Linked DNA regions of Mus musculus: region 2 is linked to region 1. Evidence: chromatin contacts called from public HiChIP or PLAC-seq data. All regions are on one chromosome and are shown on one strand. The core of a region is the stretch at or near the end of the contact, and the rest is flanking DNA. Distances in the headings are between cores, read along the strand shown. Region 1 has its middle 3.9 kb from the start of Gm32968. Region 2 has its middle 11 kb from the start of Gm51556.

Region 1 (4,024 bases), core at 386-2,885:
GAATGAATAAATATAGAAATACAATTTTTAAAAAAAAAATGACTATGGCTTGCTGGAGAGATGGCTCAGAGGTTAAGAGCGCTGGCTGCTCTTCCAGAGGTGCTGAGTTCAATTACCAGCAACCACATGGTGGCTCACAACCATCTGTAATGAGATCTGGCGCCCTCTGCTGGGCTGCAGGCACACATGCAGGCAGAATGCTGTGTACATAATAAAATCTTTTTATACAGATGACCACGTGTTTTTGGTTTGTTTTTTTTTTTTTTTTAGCACTAAGGCTGTCTGGTCCGAATATGCCCTTGAACTCTGTCTACTTCCGCTTAGTCTGAAGCAGAAGATTTAGACCAGAGACCATTCTGGAGTCACCAGATCAAGGCCGGCTTCTTGGATCCTATGTTGCTGCTACACCCCCCCCCCCGGAAACCCCCCCTCCTCATGACCTGCGGAGAAGGCTGCCAGCAGCTAGGCCTGCGAGGTCACAGGGGAAGTGAAGCCCCTGGGGGGGGGGTGGGATTTAGGCTTTTCCCAGCTTTCTTGGGCCTGTGGTGATGGTGGTGGTGGTGGTTGTACACTCTGGTTCTGTTTGGTGACAGATCACAAGTACAGCTTCACATGATTTCAAAGTCGGCCTGGGATCAGGACAGGTCAGGAGACTATATTCGTGTGGCCAGCCATGGATCTGGGTGTCTGTGGATTGGTGAGGCTCTAAAGATGTGATGGTGGCCAGGTGGGCAAATTCAAGTAGATAACATAGTTTCATTCATTCATTCATTCATTCATCCACTCATTCACTCATTTAGCCTTTTGGTTGATGCAGGGCACACGCTCCACACCAGCCTTTAGCTAGCTACATTGCAAATGTAGAAAGGAGACTGTGGATTAGCTGGGCGATGGCAGTGTGCTCACCTGGCACGCACAAAGCTCTTGGTCTGATCCCCAGCATCCCAGGAACTGAGCATGGTGGTGCGTGCCTGTGGTCCTAGCACTGGGGAGGTAGAAGCAGGAGGATCTGAGCTCCAAGGTCATCCTCAACTACATAGCAAATTCCAGGCTACTTGGACTACCTGAGAGCCTGTCTCAAAAACAAACAAAATATAAATAAACGGGTGGGATGAACTTAAAAGCACATTAAGCCAGGATTTTGCCAATGTAACTACACTGCAGTCTGCTGAGTCTGTGACACCCCTTTGGCCGCTGTGAGCTCCTGCTGTCAGGGTCTGTCCCCCCTGCAGCCCTCTGCAGACACCACACTGGCTCTCAGGGTCATGTGTGGTAGCGCAGATCGGCGGGCAGACGGCCCTGTGATGGCAGCCTGGGGTGGGAGCCTTCTAGGGCTGGGTGACACACCATTGTGTGTTCATTGTGCCCGGCAGCTGATGTGGCTACAGCTGGCTGAGTAGCAGCCACCCCTCCCTCGCCCACCCCGGGCTCAGGAACAAACATCTCTTCTTACAAAAAAATTAAAAAGGAGAAGTGACGAGGTCACGGCCGAGCTTTCCACATGACCTGCCGGGGAACAGAGCCCGTCTTTGTTAATCCAGCCGCCTGTCAGTCGTCTCCCAAGCTGCATAAGCCACTTAGCACAGCCTCACCCCTGACCCGCCCCTCTGTCCCTGCTGGCTTGGCGCTCCAAAGCTCTGCAGCGTTTGGCCTCCTGCCGGCTGCCTCGCAGCTGCTCCCGAGGCCCATGCCTTGCTGACCCACCATATAAGAGGGGGAACCCGGAGGGCTCTCCTGGAGCAGTGATAGATAGATGGATGGTGGATGGATGGATGGATGTCACGACTGGGGACTTCGCTGTCTCCAACATGGCAATAGCAGCCAACAGCCCCCTCAGAGGTTGTGGGATGAAACTGTCCTCAGGGGTCAAGCAGCTAGTGTGTGTGCCCTGAGAGAAAGCTGTGTCACACTGTGAGAGCCATCACCGCTACTGTCTCCCCAGACCCTCGTTCTGACCTGATCTTTGACTCCTCCTTGTTTGCTTTCTTTTCTCCCAGGGTGCCTGGACTCTGTTCGTCTCTCCTGATTGAGAGGTTCAGGTTGTTCAGTTTGGGGGTTCTCCAGTGTAGGAGCCCAGAGAGACTTTCAGAAAGTACAGTTAGACTCAGTGGGGCTGGTCCTGTCTCTTCTCACTCCTCACGATACTTTCTATTCTGCCTTTGGCTCTGCAGGCTGGCCAGGGGGCCGGGAGGCCAGTGGGTAGAAGTCTCCCCAATTCCACCTACTCCCTGTTTGCTTGGTGACAGCAAGGGACCCTCCTTCCAGACCCTGAGGACATGAAGTGTGGTCAGTGTATCCCAGGAGATCTTGTGGATTCCAGTTCACATTGGCCATCTGATCAGGCATAGCTGAACCCTCCAGTCCCCTCGCTGTCTAGGGCAAGGCATCTCTCACATAAGACTCTAAGCCAGTATGCATGCCCAAGGTGCCAGGACTAAAAAGGAAGCAGGTCTTAGACTGTGGGGTCCACAAGTCTGTGAAGCAGTGGGCTCCCTGAAACCAGATCTCACAGTGGCCCCAGGGTCACCTGAACGTACATACAGTCAGCACCTCATCCCAACCTGCTCTATAGGCCTGAGACAAACCCAGGGGTCTCTTACAGGAGGGATGAGGCAAGGTCTGGCCGTTCTGTGGGTAAAGAGATCCCCAGACTCTGCTGCTGCGGCTAGACACTCATGAGAATGTGGTTCTTATCCCAAGTCTGCTACCCTGATGCCCTACTCCCTGCAAAACCCCATCGTCCCTAGTTTGCCCCTGTGCAGACTGAATTCATGGGCTAAGTCCTTCTATGGCCTACATGGAGGCAAGCTTCAGGGTGTCCCTGGGGCTGTGTGACCCTCCTGGGGCTCACTGACTATGGTGTGTAGCCTCCTACAAAGCCTGAGGCACCTTGCCTAATCCTTAGCCCACTGGTTGGGCAGGACTGCTACTGACCAGAGACCACCCTGGTGGAAATCCCAGCTTGGCCTGCACCACTGGGTGGCAGCCAGGCCTCCTCGGCCTTCTCCCTCCTGGACAACGGGCCCTTTCATGTCGCTTGCCCCAGGAAGCCAGCAGAGTCATTCTGCCCCCACCTCACTTCCTCTTCCTGCACCCTGCCCTTTTCCAAGAGGTCTTCCTGCCCTTCTGGTCACTCAGGGACAGCTGGAGGAGGGACATCAGGCAGAGGACACAGGGAAGCAAGGATTCTGGGGCCAGCTGAGGGCTGCACCATCAGGCCATGTTGGTGGGATGCAACCCCACAGGGCAGTGTCTGAAAGCATCTGGGTAACTCTCAAGACCAAGGCCTGGCTTCTGACTTCCTCCAGTCCAAGTTGAGCTGTCACTATGCAGCTGGAGCCTGCAGGACCCTTAGTCACACATACCTGGGGGACAGAGAGCCTAAGGGACCCAAGCTATAGGAGGAGGATCTAAGATGTAATACTGTGCTGGTCTCAGCACTCTCGCTCTCTCTGCCTCTGCCTCTGCCTCTGCCTCTGTCTCTGCCTCTGCCTCTGTCTGTGTGTTTCTTTCTCTGTCTGTCTCTCTCTGTCTCTGTGTGTTTATAAGAGAGACAGAGACACTTGCAGCTTGCCACACTCCCACACATGCACACACACATGAGGTCCATGTGGTGTCAACATGAGCCCCTTCCTTCTCTAGTCCCCTAGCTAACATTGCCTCTAGGGCTCTTCAGCCACCAGAGAGCTTGCTGGCCATCTGTCCCACCCTCAGCTTCCGGCTGGCACTCGCTCCTGCCTGTATCTCCTCTTACCTCCCAGGCAGCTCCCTTGAGGGCCAGCCCATCTCTATCTTCTGGGGCATCTGCAAGAGACTCAGCTGCCTGGGGACCCGTTCTTCCTGGCTCCAGAGTTCCCTATCTTGATTAAGCCACAAACTGTCTCAGCCCTTGCATCTGCTGTTGCTGATGAAGGAAGACACTTAGGGAGGGACAGGATACCAGCCACATGCCCAAGGCAAAGCAGGGCCCAGGCTAAGATCCTTATTTGGTATAGTCATGCCCAGGAGGGCCTGGCCGTGCCCA
Region 2 (3,561 bases), core at 633-3,132, 160 kb after region 1:
GCTTTTAATCCTGGCACTCAGGTGACAGAGACTGGTGGACCTCTGTGAGTTCAAGACTAGCCTGGTCTGCATGGTGAGTTTCAGGACAGCCAGAGCTACATAGTGAGACCCTGTCTCAAACAAACAAATTATATGTATATCTGTTTAAGGTGGGTATGTGCGCCGGAGTCAGAACCCTCAGAGACCAGAAGAGCATCAGACCCCTTGGAACTGGAGTTATACACAGCTGTGAGCCACCCACCCTGGGTGCTGGGAACTGAACTCATGGCCCCCAGAAGAACCCTTAGCTGCTGAGCCATCCCTCTAGTCCTTGAGGAATTAAAAAAACAGCCAGCCAACCAACCAACCAACGAACCAAACAAAAAGCAATTCAAAATGCAAGACATAGGCCCTTTTATTATTGTTCTTTTTTAAGTTACATACTCTTTATTTCCTTGCTTGAGTTTGCTTGAGACAGGGTCTAGCCTAGGACTCACCATGTAGTCAAAGATGGTCTCAAAGGGCAGTAATCTGATGATTAGCCTCCAGAGTGCTGGAATTGCAGGTGAATTTTTCCCCCAACAGGCCTCCGTAGGCTGGCCTTGAACTCGGTAGGTAGCCACGAATGTCCCTGAGCTGCTAATCCTCCTCTAGCTCCCAAGTTCCGGCATTACACGTATGCACCTCTATCTGCAGCCTGTTTCTGTAGTAGAAATGGAGCCCCGGGCTTCACATGCGCGCTAGGCAAGCGCTCTATTAGCAGGGCTAACTTTCCAGCTTTTCTTAACTGCTACATTGTTGTTTAGACAGGGTCTTGCTTGCTATGTCGTCTAGGTTCAGAGTCTGCTCAGTAACTCCATCCGCTGCCTCTGTTTCTGCTTCCGCTTTATAACACCTTTAGTGTACAAGGCAGGGCCGAGGTACAGGGAAGCGGCCACCTCACGCAGCAGGGCCAGGGTGCAGGGAGTGGGGAAACCCACACTGAGACCCACAAGCAAAGGAGAAGTGAGCTACACAGGGAAGGCCAACCCTCTTCTTCTGTCTGCTTCTTAAATGTCAGAATACGCAGATGGCGTGCATGCCTGTGTTTCTGAAGCATGGACTCGCCAAACTCGAAGGCCCTCTGATCATTTGGTCCGAGTGACCTACAGAAAGAGGCAGAAGGCCCAAGCAGGCCAGAGCCACAGTTGTAGGGATGGGGCAGAAGGGTGCTGGAACCCGGGTTCCTTGGCCCAGCTGCTTCTTGCTGTCCAGCTGTGTCTGACACCTGGCGACTTACTCCTAGTGGGGAAGACAGCACGGAGGCAATTCGGGGATCGTTTGCCCAGGTGGATATGGGCTTAGCACTCAAGACCAGCAGCTGAAGACATTGTCTTGTCAGTCCGCGTCACATGATCCAGTACCTGGCCTGGATCGGGCTTCTGGGAGCTCAGAGTACTCAGAAGCCGGCCACCTCCTGAGATGTTATCACCGGAAGCTATCCGTTTTAGCCAAATGGAAAAATCAGTAGTGCTGGAGGACTGAGCCCCCAACTTGGTACCTCCGGGGGCCAGAGGAGGGCAGATGCTCCCCGAGACCAGAGAGTGACTGGAGGTGGGCCAGGCCCCAGGCAACTCCAGTTCCACCCTGGGACTGTGTTCCCCAAGGTGGCTATGTCAGGGGACAGACATTTTGACTGTCACACTGAGGCTATCGTTTGATACCCGAAAGCCATAGGGTACCCAGTGGATGGTGCAGGGGGGCTATCTAGACCCAGGATGTTTCCAGGACACTTGTGTTCGTTCAGGCACCAGGAAGGCCAGTTAAGGATAGACAGGCCCTGTGGCCACTGGCAAGGGTCCTGGTGCGACCATAGAGTCCAAGATGTGAGACAGCCAGAGAGAGGCTGGTTTCAGAGATAAGCCCTGTGGTTGGCCAGTCCCCGTGCTGCTTGATGGGAGTTCAGCCCTTTAGCCTGTCTTTGGGAGCCTTCCTCAAAGCATGGCCTTGTCAAGCCTGCTCAAGGGTAGGTCTGGGCCAGAGGTTAGACCCAGCTCCCCAGGGTGGGAGGATAGGGACAATATACACCCTTCCAAGATTGAATGGTTTTCCCTCCTGTGGCATTGTTTTTTGGTTGGTTGATTGTTTATTGTATAGTACTGGGGGTTGAATGTATGGCCTTGTGCCTGCTAAGCAAATACCACTGAGCTGTGTCCTCAGGCCCTCTTTTTATTTTTCTTCTTTCTTACTTTTTTTGTTTTGTTTTGTTTTGTTTTTGTTTGTTTGTTTGTTTCCAGACAGGGTTTCTCTGTGTAACCCTGGCCGTCCTGGAACTCACTCTGTAGACCAGGCTGGCCTCGAACTCAGAAATCCGCCTGCCTCTGCCTCCCAAGTCCTGGGATTAAAGGCATGGGCCACCACTGCCCGGCTTGACTTTTGTTGTTGATGTTGTTGTTGTAGTTCTTCTTCTTCTTCTTCTTCTTCTTCTTCTTCTTCTTCTTCTTCCACTTCCTCTTCCTCCTCCTCCTTCTCTTCCTCCTCCTCCATCCTCTTCATCGTCGTCGTCTTCTTCATCTTCTTCTCCTCCTCCTCCTCTTCCTCTTCTTCTTCCTTCCTCTTTTTGTTTTGAAGACAGAGTTTCTCTGGCCTTGGCTGTTCCAAAATTCAGTCTGTAGACTAGATTGGCCTCAGAGACCCACCTGCTGCCTCCTGAGTGCTGGGATTAAAGGTGTGTGCCATTATCCAACTATTTTTTTGTTTGTTTGTTTGGTTGGTTGGTTTTGTTTGTTGTCTCTTTTGTTGTTGTTGCTTTAAAGACAGGCTTTAAAAGGGAGCTGGGGTGTGGCTCAATTGGTAGAGTGCTTGCTTAGCGTGCCATCCATAGTATTTCATAAACCAGGTAAGGTGGCACCCGTCTGTCATCCTAGCCTTTGAGAGCTCAGGGCACAAGGACCACAAGTCCCAGGTCGTAGGGAACTGGAGGCCAACCTGAGAGGCCCTATCTTGAAAAAACCAAAATAGAGTCAGGCAACTTTCCAAGTTCAAGACCAGCTAGGACTACATACTAAAACCCTGTCTAAATACAACAATAACAAGATTGTATCTAATGTGGCTGCAGCCATAGAGTCCTGGGCAGGAGGAGCTGGGGTTCAAGGCTAGCCCAAGATGTAAGGTAAGCCCTGCCTCAAGAAGTTTTTTTTTTGGGAAAAAAACTGATTCCAAGAGTAAGGAGAAAGTCAAGGCCTGAACAGAGTCCGACCTGCAGAGTCCAGGGATCTGACCCAACACTGCATAGGTAAATCATACAGTCAGTTACAATCAAGCAGGGCCGGCAAAGTGGCTCAGCGGGCAGAGGGGCTTGCCGCCAGACCTGACGACCTGATTTAGAGCCCCAGGATCTGCACTGTGGGAGGAAGGAACCAACTCTGGCAAGCGGTCCTCTGACCTCCCGCACATACCACGGCAGGCACGTCTACACACAAACAAAGACTTTATAACTCAAGTCTCTGGGAGAGGAAGAGGCTCCCCCTGAACCTGTCACTCTATCCGGGGTCCAATCTGTGGGTTTCCTTTTCTGGGCTGTGTGACTTAGGGCTATTTGAC

Evidence for each region. HiChIP or PLAC-seq counts read pairs in DNA pulled down with a chosen protein or histone mark.
Region 2: a contact with region 1 is called in an H3K27ac HiChIP or PLAC-seq map of the HPC-7 cell line, with 6 times the contacts expected there. The contact joins two enhancer-like sites. A contact is called at or near these places in 2 of 39 promoter capture datasets (liver and stem cell-derived epiblast-like cells), 23 of 484 Hi-C or Micro-C datasets (B cells, the Ba/F3 cell line, DN3 thymocytes and 16 more), 29 of 115 datasets of contacts at active chromatin or transcription factors (the HPC-7 cell line, the SCID.adh cell line, SST interneurons and 20 more) and 2 of 9 other capture datasets (embryonic stem cells and pancreatic islet).

The regions. Positions count from the first base shown.
Region 1 is chr8:120,321,731-120,325,754 of GRCm38.p6, forward strand. It overlaps a transcript of Gse1 not described here. Among named protein-coding and RNA genes, the nearest start is that of Gm32968, 3.9 kb to the right of the region's middle. Within about 2 kb of position 1,636, at least 127 of the 459 cell types and tissues checked have an H3K27ac peak or open chromatin away from gene starts, as enhancers often do. A contact at or near this core is called in the Ba/F3 cell line, the G1E-ER4 cell line and the HPC-7 cell line, where this site is marked.
Region 2 is chr8:120,478,014-120,481,574 of GRCm38.p6, forward strand. It overlaps a transcript of Gse1 not described here. Among named protein-coding and RNA genes, the nearest start is that of Gm51556, 11 kb to the right of the region's middle. Within about 2 kb of position 1,883, at least 24 of the 459 cell types and tissues checked have an H3K27ac peak or open chromatin away from gene starts, as enhancers often do. A contact at or near this core is called in the Ba/F3 cell line, the G1E-ER4 cell line and the HPC-7 cell line, where this site is marked.